2 separate regions of the Gasterosteus aculeatus genome follow, and region 2 is linked to region 1. Evidence: chromatin contacts called from public Hi-C data. All regions are on one chromosome and are shown on one strand. The core of a region is the stretch at or near the end of the contact, and the rest is flanking DNA. Distances in the headings are between cores, read along the strand shown.

Evidence for each region. A called contact is a pair of places that touch in the nucleus more often than the background predicts.
Region 2: a contact with region 1 is called in a Hi-C map of skeletal muscle, with 1.9 times the contacts expected there. The contact joins the enhancer-like site here to the promoter of bcl2l16 in region 1. A contact is called at or near these places in 2 of 6 Hi-C or Micro-C datasets (skeletal muscle and whole body).

What each region holds. Positions count from the first base shown.
Region 1 is chr13:2,167,760-2,173,132 of fGasAcu3.hap1.1, forward strand. bcl2l16 (BCL2 like 16) reads right to left here and starts at 3,611. Exons shown (of 3, transcript XM_040195532.2): 1 at 3,147-3,611; 2 at 2,469-2,991; 3 at 1,458-1,652. The coding sequence starts at 3,286. The coding sequence ends at 1,524. It overlaps tubb2b (tubulin, beta 2b), which reads left to right. Exons shown (of 4, transcript XM_040195531.2): 4 at 1-1,074. The coding sequence ends at 897.
Region 2 is chr13:2,227,273-2,233,231 of fGasAcu3.hap1.1, forward strand. fkbp15b (FKBP prolyl isomerase family member 15b) reads right to left here. Exons shown (of 29, transcript XM_040195907.2): 24 at 5,381-5,473; 25 at 5,106-5,219; 26 at 4,457-4,564; 27 at 2,770-3,452; 28 at 1,379-1,490; 29 at 892-1,292. The coding sequence ends at 1,212. Among protein-coding and RNA genes, the nearest start is that of ccn1l2, 9.7 kb to the left of the region's middle. Within about 2 kb of position 1,424, at least 1 of the 9 cell types and tissues checked has open chromatin away from gene starts, as enhancers often do.

The sequences.
Region 1 (5,373 bases), core at 2,361-4,860:
GGCACCCTACTCATCAGCAAGATCCGTGAAGAGTACCCCGACCGCATAATGAACACCTTCAGTGTGGTGCCTTCCCCAAAAGTATCAGACACAGTTGTTGAGCCCTACAACGCCACCCTATCGGTCCACCAGCTTGTAGAAAACACAGACGAGACCTACTGCATCGATAATGAGGCCCTTTATGACATCTGTTTCCGTACCCTCAAACTCACAACCCCGTCTTATGGAGACCTCAACCATCTGGTCTCTGCCACCATGAGCGGTGTCACCACCTGCCTCCGGTTCCCTGGACAGCTCAATGCTGACTTGCGAAAGCTTGCTGTTAACATGGTGCCATTCCCCCGCCTGCACTTCTTCATGCCAGGCTTTGCACCCCTCACAAGTCGAGGAAGCCAGCAGTACAGGTCTCTCACTGTGCCAGAGCTCACCCAGCAGATGTTCGACGCCAAGAACATGATGGCTGCCTGCGACCCACGTCACGGCCGCTACCTCACAGTGGCCGCCATCTTCCGTGGCCGCATGTCCATGAAGGAGGTTGATGAGCAGATGCTGAATGTGCAGAACAAGAACAGCAGCTACTTTGTTGAATGGATCCCCAACAACGTCAAGACCGCAGTCTGCGACATTCCGCCCCGTGGGCTCAAGATGGCTGCCACGTTCATCGGCAACAGCACCGCCATCCAGGAGCTGTTCAAGCGCATCTCCGAGCAGTTCACCGCCATGTTCAGGCGCAAGGCTTTCCTCCACTGGTACACCGGCGAGGGCATGGATGAGATGGAGTTCACCGAGGCCGAGAGCAACATGAACGACCTGGTGTCAGAGTACCAGCAGTACCAGGACGCCACCGCTGAGGAGGAAGGAGAGTTTGATGAAGAGGGTGAGGAGGAGCTGGCCTAAATCTTTTCCAAAGTTCTGCAGGCTTTTCGTCGCAGTGTAATGTTAAAGTTCTTTCCAGTTTTCAATTCTGTCTGCATTCAAAGTTCTGCTAGTTTGTTGCAGTGATTTGTAATGTTCAAAAGTTCTTTTCTGTGTCTGTCTGCTTTCAATGTTAATAAAAATTCTTCTGCATATGAAGTCTGCCTTTCTGGTTTGATGACGTGCATACATAAAGATGATCGCTGGTGAATGAGGGACCGTGATCGAGGGATTGTTGTGTGCATCACATGGTACATGTAGTTAAGTCTACTCGGACGTATCAATACACATGACAAAGGCTCCTATGATAGTTTCATAGTAAAGAAACTGAATATTGGAGCTGAAAATGACGTTGCGAGTGATCTTGTATATTCTGTAATGCAGAACATTGGCTTTTCTGTAATCTTTTAATTGCCTCATGTGCAGTTCATAATATACTGCGGCATTTTATCTGAAATGGTTTAGCTACATTAGAAGGTGATTATGCGGTTTACCAGCGTTGCTATTTTGTAAACTGAACAAAAAATATGGGCCACAATATGTCCATAAAATCTTCCATTTTAATAAGCTCATTGGTGTTGTGGCAGATCTCTAGGTGGCAGTGCTGGCTAAACCATTCTTTTCCATAAGAGGTAGGTGACGATGCTCGTGGTAAAAGCCATCAGGGTCCAGCAGCACGCCTTCTTCACCTGGTGTTCCAGGCCCTGCGTCTCTCCAAAGCGGGACACAAAACCACTCTGTCGCAACACAAAAGACTCAATTTACGATCATTAGGGATACAGTGAGACTAATGTAGGGGAGGGAATGTTTTACAAAATGGCAAGTCTAAAAATGCATTTTATTTGAAAATGTATGGTTTTGCATCACTTCCATTTGTTTGCACCTAATCCTACATGTTCTCAATCTAATGTGAAAATACATTAATTGCTTCAATGTGGCCTATCAAAGTGTTTCTAATTTCATACATTGTTTTTATTTCCATAAATTATTCCTGTTCCTGGGCATAACCTGATCAAATTACTACTCAACTCTGGGCAGTAAAATGAAGCTGAAACAAATAGTCGCTGTTTGCAACCTTACAAACTGCTAAATAAGGGGATCTGTGAGCATCATGGAGTTAAAGAATATGGGGGGGAACTCTGGGCAATACTGATTTTCCCAAACTGGAATCACAAATGCAGTCCGGAAAAGCACTACACCGCCCGTGAAACAGTTGTATCTGAATCTGATTGAATGTGTGAAATATGTTTTGCAGACCACATATAGTCCTTAAAGCCAGGGATTTCATCAGGCTCGGATGAAAGATGATGGGTTTTTAGTTTAGATTGAGTGTACCGTAGCCATTGCAATAGACTAAAAAATGCATATCTGCCTTGCTCATGCCCCTGATATTCATGAAAGTGCAACTTAAACATCTGCCACCATAAGATCACTGGGTGTCACTGTTTCACCGGATGGGTCAGGGAATTTGAGTCCCTTATTTAAAATAGCTGCATTCAGGGCTAAGTTATGTGGGTGCTCCATAACGTAATGAGAAGCAGCTTGTGTCTTACCCATCCTCCCTTGTCTCGTATCTCAGGGCAGATGACCCTCTCTACATAGGCCCCCACACGCTGTTTGAGCTGTGGCAGGACCACCGCCATGCCTCGCTCATGGCAATGCAGAGCCATCTGGCCAGCCAGCACATACACCGATAACACCGCGCTCCAGGCCAGGCCTCGGCGCCGTCCCCCAGGGACGGGGGCAAAGAAGTGCTCGTCCAGGATGCTCACGAGCATGGGGCAGGCCGTGTTCTCCGTCACGTCCCGGAAGACGCGCGGCCACCGCCTGAAGAAGATGGGGAAGCGGGTGAGAAGCTCGTCCCCGGCATGGCGCAGGGCTGCGGTGCAGGCTGTTGGGGCAGGAGCCATGGAGCCATCTGCCCCCCCTGAGGTTACATAGTCTATGTAGTCGTGGGCCATCAGAAAAGCCTCCCTCACCAGCAGGTCGGGACTGTTGAGGCCCAGTTTGGTCCCCAGCTCCTCCGACTGACACATAGTCGCTTCCAACTGCCGCTTCACTGGCCACCAAGAGGGACTGTCAGTAGAACGCAGATAAGAGCACCATCAGCCAGCAGCACAAGCCTTCTCTCAGTCACATGGGCCTCTCACGCTCTAAACAGCACACAATGGAGAAGAGGAAACATGCATACACACTTGCACCGTTCCGAGGAGGAATCATTCATAACTCACCTCGTCCTCAACACACACGGGTAAAAGAGAAGGTGGCTGTGTCTGTATGTGCTGCGGTCACACTCGACAGCAAGTTCCCTGCTAAATATAGAGCCTTGTTGGAAACTGACACTAATCGCCAACCTTGTATGCACGATCATGGCCGCCCTGACACACAAGAGGAAGGGCAGACTGGGGCACAGGTTAGCTTCATTCGATTCCAAGGCCACGGATGATGTTGATTGTTTCCAGCCTTCTGTGAGGTAGTAACGTTGTGTACATCCCAAAGCACACAATGTGACTCTGTCATTCCTCCCACTCTAACCTCTTCCTTTGTGTTGAATTTAATCCGTTGGCTGTTTCTGCCTTCGATTGACAACGCGTTTCTAATCTGATCTAGCAATTGTGAGCTGGAAACGTGATTATTTTGCCTTTAGCACCTGCAATAATTTCACGGAGTCTTTTAAACAACATATTATAAAAAGCATTCTGGATCTGTAGTTTCTTCCGATATTATTTTCTTCTTATTCTTATTTTTTCTTCCTATTTTTATTAGTGGAAACTACAAACAGCAATATGAAATATTGGAGATTATGAAAAATAAAAAGAATACAATTTTAGGGGTCACGGGACACAAAGCATTGCCTGCTTTCTACGGCAATTACTTCTTTTAATAGCCCGACCTGAAATAATAACAGTAACAATAACTACCACATCACACACATACATGCTTAAATGCATGCTTTGGATGGTTATTTACTGTCAGGTTTGCAGGAATTTAATATTCTCATGACTCATATTGTGCTCCCAATATCTCGGGACGCATTTGTGGTCTTTCTACTAGAAAATGGAAAGCATCTGTTCCCACTGGGGAACTCTGGGAGACCCATCTGCCCCGTTGCGTCACCTGGACGCTGCAACTAAAGTGTAGTCTCTCCCTTTTTTTTTTTTACTTACACACAGTGCTTTCCCTCAGTTGTGTTCATAAAACACCACTTTTAATTATTCCAGTGCTACGAACAAAACCTAATTGCCTCCTTGTGTGAAGTGCAGGAAGTTAGAAACAGATATTCAATTCAATTCATTTTATTTTGTATAGCCCATAATCACAAATTACAGATTTGCCTCAGAGGGCTTTACCCTCTGAGGATATGAAGCGTCAAACCCAAACCTAACCCCAAGAAGACACCTGAGTGAAACAATACATTTCCTTTTTACTCATTCGGTCCTTTAAATGTGCAGGCAAACCAGTATTTCACCACATGGGAGCAGTCATGTATAACTGGAGACACACTCGCGCTGTGTATCTTGGAGTCTGATTGCTCTGCCTGGAATTTGAACTCATATCCACTTGTTTACATCCTCATCAGTAGTCTTACCTCTCTATACATTAAGAAATGCATATAGATCCAGACAGTCTTAGATTCAAGTGAATGTTTTGATGAAGTATGGATGTTGACTGTGAGATCTCCCCCGTGGAATAATACTCAGGCACTCATGAACAAAGCTCCAGTGTCCTTTGAGTGTTTACTCTTCTTTTATGGAATGGCTTCATGCGTCAAACAGGGATCACTCCGATGCTCCGCGTGTGGCATATATGTACGGTGTAAATACGGATTTATAAGCATGATCAAGTGGTATCATTAACAGCTCTGTGTTCTCTGGACATCTGGCGCAGCATACATTGTGAACTGTGCATGGGAGGGAAGATAAGGCTAACCACCCAGAAAGAACCCTACCCACCCCCTGCACACACACACACTTCTGAGTGTGCCAGTGTGTGTGTTAGTGTCAAAGCGCTACTTTTGTGTCACTGCTGAGCCATGGAGCAGGGGAAGTGACATGTTGATAGAGGCTCCTATCAGGCCTCTCACATGTTCATGTGGCAACATCTGCAAACGGGGGGCTTCCTGTCTCCTGTATAAGAGCTTCTTGATATGTAGATGGTTGCATTGCAGAGCAAGGTGCAAGATTAACAGGCAACAGGATGTAATACATGGTTGATTTTCATGATTTTACTGTGAATTATGCTGCGCCTTGAAAACTAGCTTAGAATGAAGAACCTTCAGTTGAAAGGGTTGAAGTTATAGAATGGATGCCTTCTTCCTTCTACCCAGAGAGAATCCACACATCGAACCTAAGACCTTCTTGGTGTGAGGCGACATTGCTCACTGACCACACCACCGTCTTACTTCTGTTCAGAACAATACAATATTACGTTCAATATTGTGATGTTGGGCTATCATTG
Region 2 (5,959 bases), core at 174-2,673, 57 kb after region 1:
TAACTCCAAATTTCAAAACGGATCATCTCTTTATGAGCCTGGAAGTGTGTGTGGGAGAATCGTTCTGACTCATGTTCTACTCAATGACACTTTTAGATAATCCTTGAGTGAGTGACATAATTTAAAATACAACCTGAACATTTAAAAGCTTCAGAAATCCTTTTACTAGATTTAGCATGACATCCAGTTTCAGTTTCATTAGTTTATGAGCAGCTGAGACTTGCAAAGGAAGTGACCACATGGGATGTATACATACCTAACGTTAGATCAAGCAAAGAGTGGTGTTTGTGATGCTATCAGAGGGGTCCGTGGAGGCCTCTTGCGTGTTATTGATGCAGAAACACGTGTACAGTGGACTTTTAAAATTGTGACTGACAATCTGAGAATACAGTCCTGAGTCAAATGAGGTCTGAAGAGAGGGTCGTCCTTTCTGAACGCTCTCTGGCTGCAGCGAATGTAGACTTTTAACCCACCAGGAGAGTCACACTAACGCTGCGTGACTATGCCACCTGGAGAAGAGGAAGCTTATGGAATGCGGTTTGGTGAATCGTGTTTGCAGCTTGTTAGGGGAAACTAAATTTGAAAGACTTCTCTTTCAAGTTTCCCAAGTAGAAGATTTCCCTTCGTGTTGTACAGTTCATGGTGGGCTCTTCTGTTGCTAGGCAACAGTGTAGTTTTATTAGTCTTGAACACCATCTGCTGGTCTCTGGCAGTCATCCGCAAAACTATATATTTTACAAACTAATACAAATTGATAAACTTGATAATGAGAAGAACCCCTTAAATTATAGTCCTTATTCATGGATGTATTTTTCAAAGGTTTCTTGAAATCACTGCAGACAAAAGAAAACTTTATTTTTACAGGCCGAGGGAACAATAAAGCCAAGACCATAATTTAAATGTCATTTATTTGATAGAAGGAATTTCATGTTAGCAAAATTCTGTCAAAGTTCTATTGTGAAAGCAGCGAGCTAATAACTAAAACAGGATTCCTGCTGACTCAACAGACTGATCCGCTACAGTGCAATGTAAAAACAGGGATTGACATCCACGAACAACAGAAAGCCTATCGTCAATCAAACATATTTGTTTTGATTCATCTGAATTACAGGCTGGACTCGTCCCTGTGGCAGCAGCGTCTCTCTTCAGCCCGCTGTCTCCGTCCAATCAGGTTCACTTTGGCCCTCACTTCTCCACCAGACAGTATGAGGTTAGTTCAGCCAGTCCAAATCATTATCCTCCTCATCGTCATCACCAAAGAGAAGGGTAGGAGGGGGGCGCCCCTTCAAGCTCTGCATGCAAACCAAAGAGATGATTTCACTTCACTTCACTTAAGCTGAAAACTACGCACAAGATAAGGGGGGAGATCATTCCTCACCATCTCATCCTCCTCCTCTTCCTCCTCGCTGGGTGCTGCAGGCCGCTTGGCAGGAGTTGTGATCGGGAAAAATGGCTCCTCTCCATTTTCCTCACCCACTCTCCCAGTCAGACTGAGAGAATAGACCAAAAGGGGGTGGTGAAAAGATACGGTAAAGACAAAAAGGAAAATGAGGTTGAAGCAAGCAGGAAGCGGCTGTCCAGACGGGTGGTTACTCTGCAGGGACCTCTGCATGCTTTAGTGCCCAACATGTTACAAGTGTTGTGAAGGGGAAGGAAACCTGCTTGATTCAAATCAACTTGTATAGGCCTATAAGACCGCATCTGACCTTTTCAAAATATTGAAAATGAATCCATTTCCGACTGTACATTTTAAAATGTTAAATGATAAGACTGTACTTGTGTATCTGTCTTCTAGTCTTCATACCACTCAAAGCTCTTTAATATTACATTGTTGTATCGTTCCCACACACTGATGGGAGGATCTACCATACACAGGAACATCTGCCCATCACTATCACACCCTGTGGACACAGCTACACGCGATTAGTGGGGTTAAGTGTCTAACCCAAAGACATGTCGACAACCGGATTGACAACCGGATTAGAGCCAGAGTTACAGCCACCAAGTAACAGCTATTGTCGAGCCCTGGGCCTCAACATCTGGGGAGCCGGGGCGGGAACAACTCTCCAGGTCCATTGTGACATTTGGAAAGGAGTAATACGAGGCAGTGCTTCTCTTCCATTATAACCCTCCTTCCTTACCTACTACTTCTGACTGTTGATCACACACACAATCCATCTGGTCAAGCTTCAAGTAATGCATTTGTGTATGGACCAGCGTCCTGTGTGGAGCTCCTGGTAGCTATGGGCGTGGCGTAGGAGTGAGACAACACAAAGTGGCGACTGCTCATTCCAATCGACACTATTGGATGTATTGTAGTTTAGGAACTGGGTAGTATTTTTTTTAATTGAAAGAAGAGCAAGATGACACCACAGGCTCTCCGCCATCGAAAATACCTTTTTACTCTTTTGGTTAATGTTCGATTGACAAATGTTTTATCAACTCCCCTCTCTGTCGTTTTCCAAACAGTTTCCAATGACAGCTTCTCAGACAGTTCTATGTACCAAACCATCCGGCTACTCAGGTTAGCCATTTCCCAGTAGCCCTGAAAGCTACAGCTATTCGCCCACTCAGAAAAATATAGACCCCCAAATGAACAACATCCAACCTCCCAGCTGGAAGTAAAGCCACCACAAAAAGGCAGAGAACTTTAAGAGATGGACCACACTCAGACGGCTGCTGATGATCACAGTATTGGGTCAAACTGAGCCTCTATCAGACTTTACTGACAGCGCGTATGAGGACAGAAACCGTTGATGCAGCACTCACCTTGTGTCCTCTCTTGAGCGGTTTGGGGGTGGAGGAGGGTTGGTAGGAGGTCCAAAGGCTTTCTGGGAAGCCCCATGCATTTCTTCTTCCTGGTCTCCATTTATTTCCAACACAGTTTCCTGTCCATCATCAGGTGGTTTTCCCTCCATAGAGACTTCAGACTCGGCAGTCTCCCGCAGGACTTCAGACTCGGCAGTCTCCCGCAGGACTTCAGACTCGGCAGTCTCCCGCAGGACTTCAGACTCGGCAGTCTCCCGCAGGACTTCAGACTCGGCAGTCTCCCGCAGGACTTCAGACTCGGCAGTCTCCCGCAGGACTTCAGACTCGGCTGTCTCCCGCAGGACTTCAGACTCGGCTGTCTCCCGCAGGACTTCAGACTCGACAGTCTCTTCCGGCTTCGGTTCAGTGACCTCTAATGCTTCCGTCTGGCTTTGTGTCTTTGACTCAGTTAGTGTCTCCGTCTCCTTCTCTGCTGCTCCTTCCTGATCCATCTGGGTCTCACTGACAGGAACTGAATCGGCCTCATTGTGTTTTTCCTCTCTGACTCCTTTGTCACCATTCATATGTACATTGAGTACAGTCTCCTGTCTGCCTTTCACATCAGCACTTTCTTCTTCCTCGCTGTCCTTACTCTGTCTCGGTGAAGCTCTGTCAGTGCCAACCAGAAGCTGCAGGGTTACATTCTGGAATACAAATATCCATATGATTAAGGAAACGTCATTAAGGCATAAGAACGGCACTGGTGAGTATCACCCACTTAGTGAATACAATGACGTGTGTGAGTACAGTAGCTGAGTGTTACTGCCATCCAAATACTGCAGTTGGGCTCTGAGGAGAGACCACTGTACCTCTGGTTTGAAAGTGAACCTCTTACTCCGTTTGCTAGTTACTTGACCTGCCTGTAATCATCTTGAGAATTTCCTTTGAAATGTATAAGTCACTGATGGAAGCCCCTTGGGGGAGTATTATGACCTTGATCTATGTTCCTAAATTCCCTGTTTGTGGAAAAACACACCTGCAGTTACAGCTTATCACTATAAGAGCCTGGAACTTTGCATTATGGCTTTTGTTATCATTTGACCGGTTACATATCTAAATGGTGCAGTAAAATAATTGTGGTTCTACACCCAGGGGTGGTCAGCTATAACTGGGTTTTACTTATGTTATAAAAATCACAGAGTGTAATCATCAAGGCCTTCTCTGTTGGCTAAAACATCAAGAAATTATTTTTTCATTTGTATATTTTTTTTCTACAAATATGTATTCCACAATTCGAGGTAGACTATTCTTCTAATTGTACTGCTTTTGGTTTGGGTGCCCTGCTTTCAGCCTCAGGTCAGGATTTGGGGGCAGTTAGAGCTTTTATCGAACCACACTTTAGCCGCTATGTGTTATAGAGTCCTTGAGAACCAACAAAGTGGGCACCTGCAGCTTAAAGTGAATGGAAACCCAACAACCTCAGCATGTGCACTCCTTTGGATACATAGTAGACAAAGCAGAGCCATGCAGAGCTGGCAAACTGAACCTGAAGACTGTGTGGCGACCCAAACGAGCTCATTTATGGCATCATAATGGTGGTTTTTAGAGGTGGAGGGAAGACCGTGTAGAACATCACTGAAGGCCTGGGTACACACACTCCCTCTGTTTAGTATTTAGACTGATGCCCCCTTGTGTAGAAGACACTTACCTTAATAGTTGTGACTATCAGCCCCAGCACAGCCTGCCCACTGTAAGATTCTGCGAGGTCAAACTCCGCCCGCAGAGAGTGAAACACTCCGTTCATCACACGCTTCACCTGCAGGTACACACATACCCCACCTTCATCACATACTAGTCTTCTTCCCGTTGAGTTCTGACTGCACATTTGTTTTGAATGCAGACTTTCATAAAGCAGATTTGTGGGGGGGGGTTTGGTCTGAGAATATGAGGAATGCTTTCGGAAAACAATGTGAATACAATTGAGACGGCCTGTATGGTCTCGTGTTCATGCTTGCCCTTTATGGCGCTGTTGCCTTTACAGTGTACAGTGGCTCTGATGCCCTTGCCTCCCAGCTCAAATGTCAAACTCCTACGATGGGTTTAAAACATGCATCGCATTACACTGTCCCCATCCTGCCCACCTGTGTTGTAATATAACTGTAGTGGGACAGTTATCAGGTAAGGCTGTTATTCTATACAGCTTTACAACAGTTAAAAGCAGAAGGTCATGTGGTGCCCCTGTAGCTTCTCCTAATGTAGACAGCTGGGGTGGAGCTGGTGTATGACACATGCTCAGTGTGAAGTGGGCTGGAGCTGCCAGAGAGTTGCTGTGTGCGTGCTCATGGATGACCACTCACCTCGGCTGCAGTGTCTCCTGAACTCTCCTGCTCTGCCTGCTTCTTCTCCAGTTCAGCCACTCTTCCTTCCAGCTTCTCCCTTACAGCTACTCCTTGCTGCTCCAAGGCTGCGTACTTAAAGAGAACAACATGCAGTGAGCAGCGCAGGGAGGTGGGGCATAGTAATGGAACAAATAGCTGCTAGTTCTGGATGTGGAAAGTAACTTCTCTGCCAGTGAGGAACGTTTGCTCTGATGAGAAGCACAGCCTCGTAAACAACCAGTCATCCATCTTACTTTTTTCTGAAGGGCTTGCAGCTCTTCGGTCTCCCCTCGGTGTTGTAGCAAAGTCTTTTCCTCTAAATATCTTGACTGCTTTAGACCTGTAAACTGATGAGAATGAGGGAGGCCATGAAGATGTCAATCACTCACAAATCTGTTATTCTCACATACATGAGAACATTCAACAAACTTCAAATAATAATGAAGTAAAAAAATGAATCATGTAGGACTCGTCTTTTTAGGCTAAAAAGTTAGGGTAATAAAATGGAAGGTACTTTATACATTTGTTTTCTTTGGGATCAGCCTTTTATTTGATGCTTTGGTACATTGGGTTCGAGGGCCTTTATGGGACCTGAAAATAGTTTCCTGAATTACTATTAATTACTATTGTTCCTTGATCAATATAATTTATTGAGGTAGAGTGTAAGCCCCACAGAAAACAATCACACGAAAGAAATGACGTTATTAAAAAGGTTACTCCAGCATCATAAAGTGGCTGAACTGGATTTGAAAGATGAAGTATACTAGGACTCTTACTACGTGGAGTCCCACAGGGTAATCTGTAGCCTTATAAAAAGGGACCAACATGTGCCA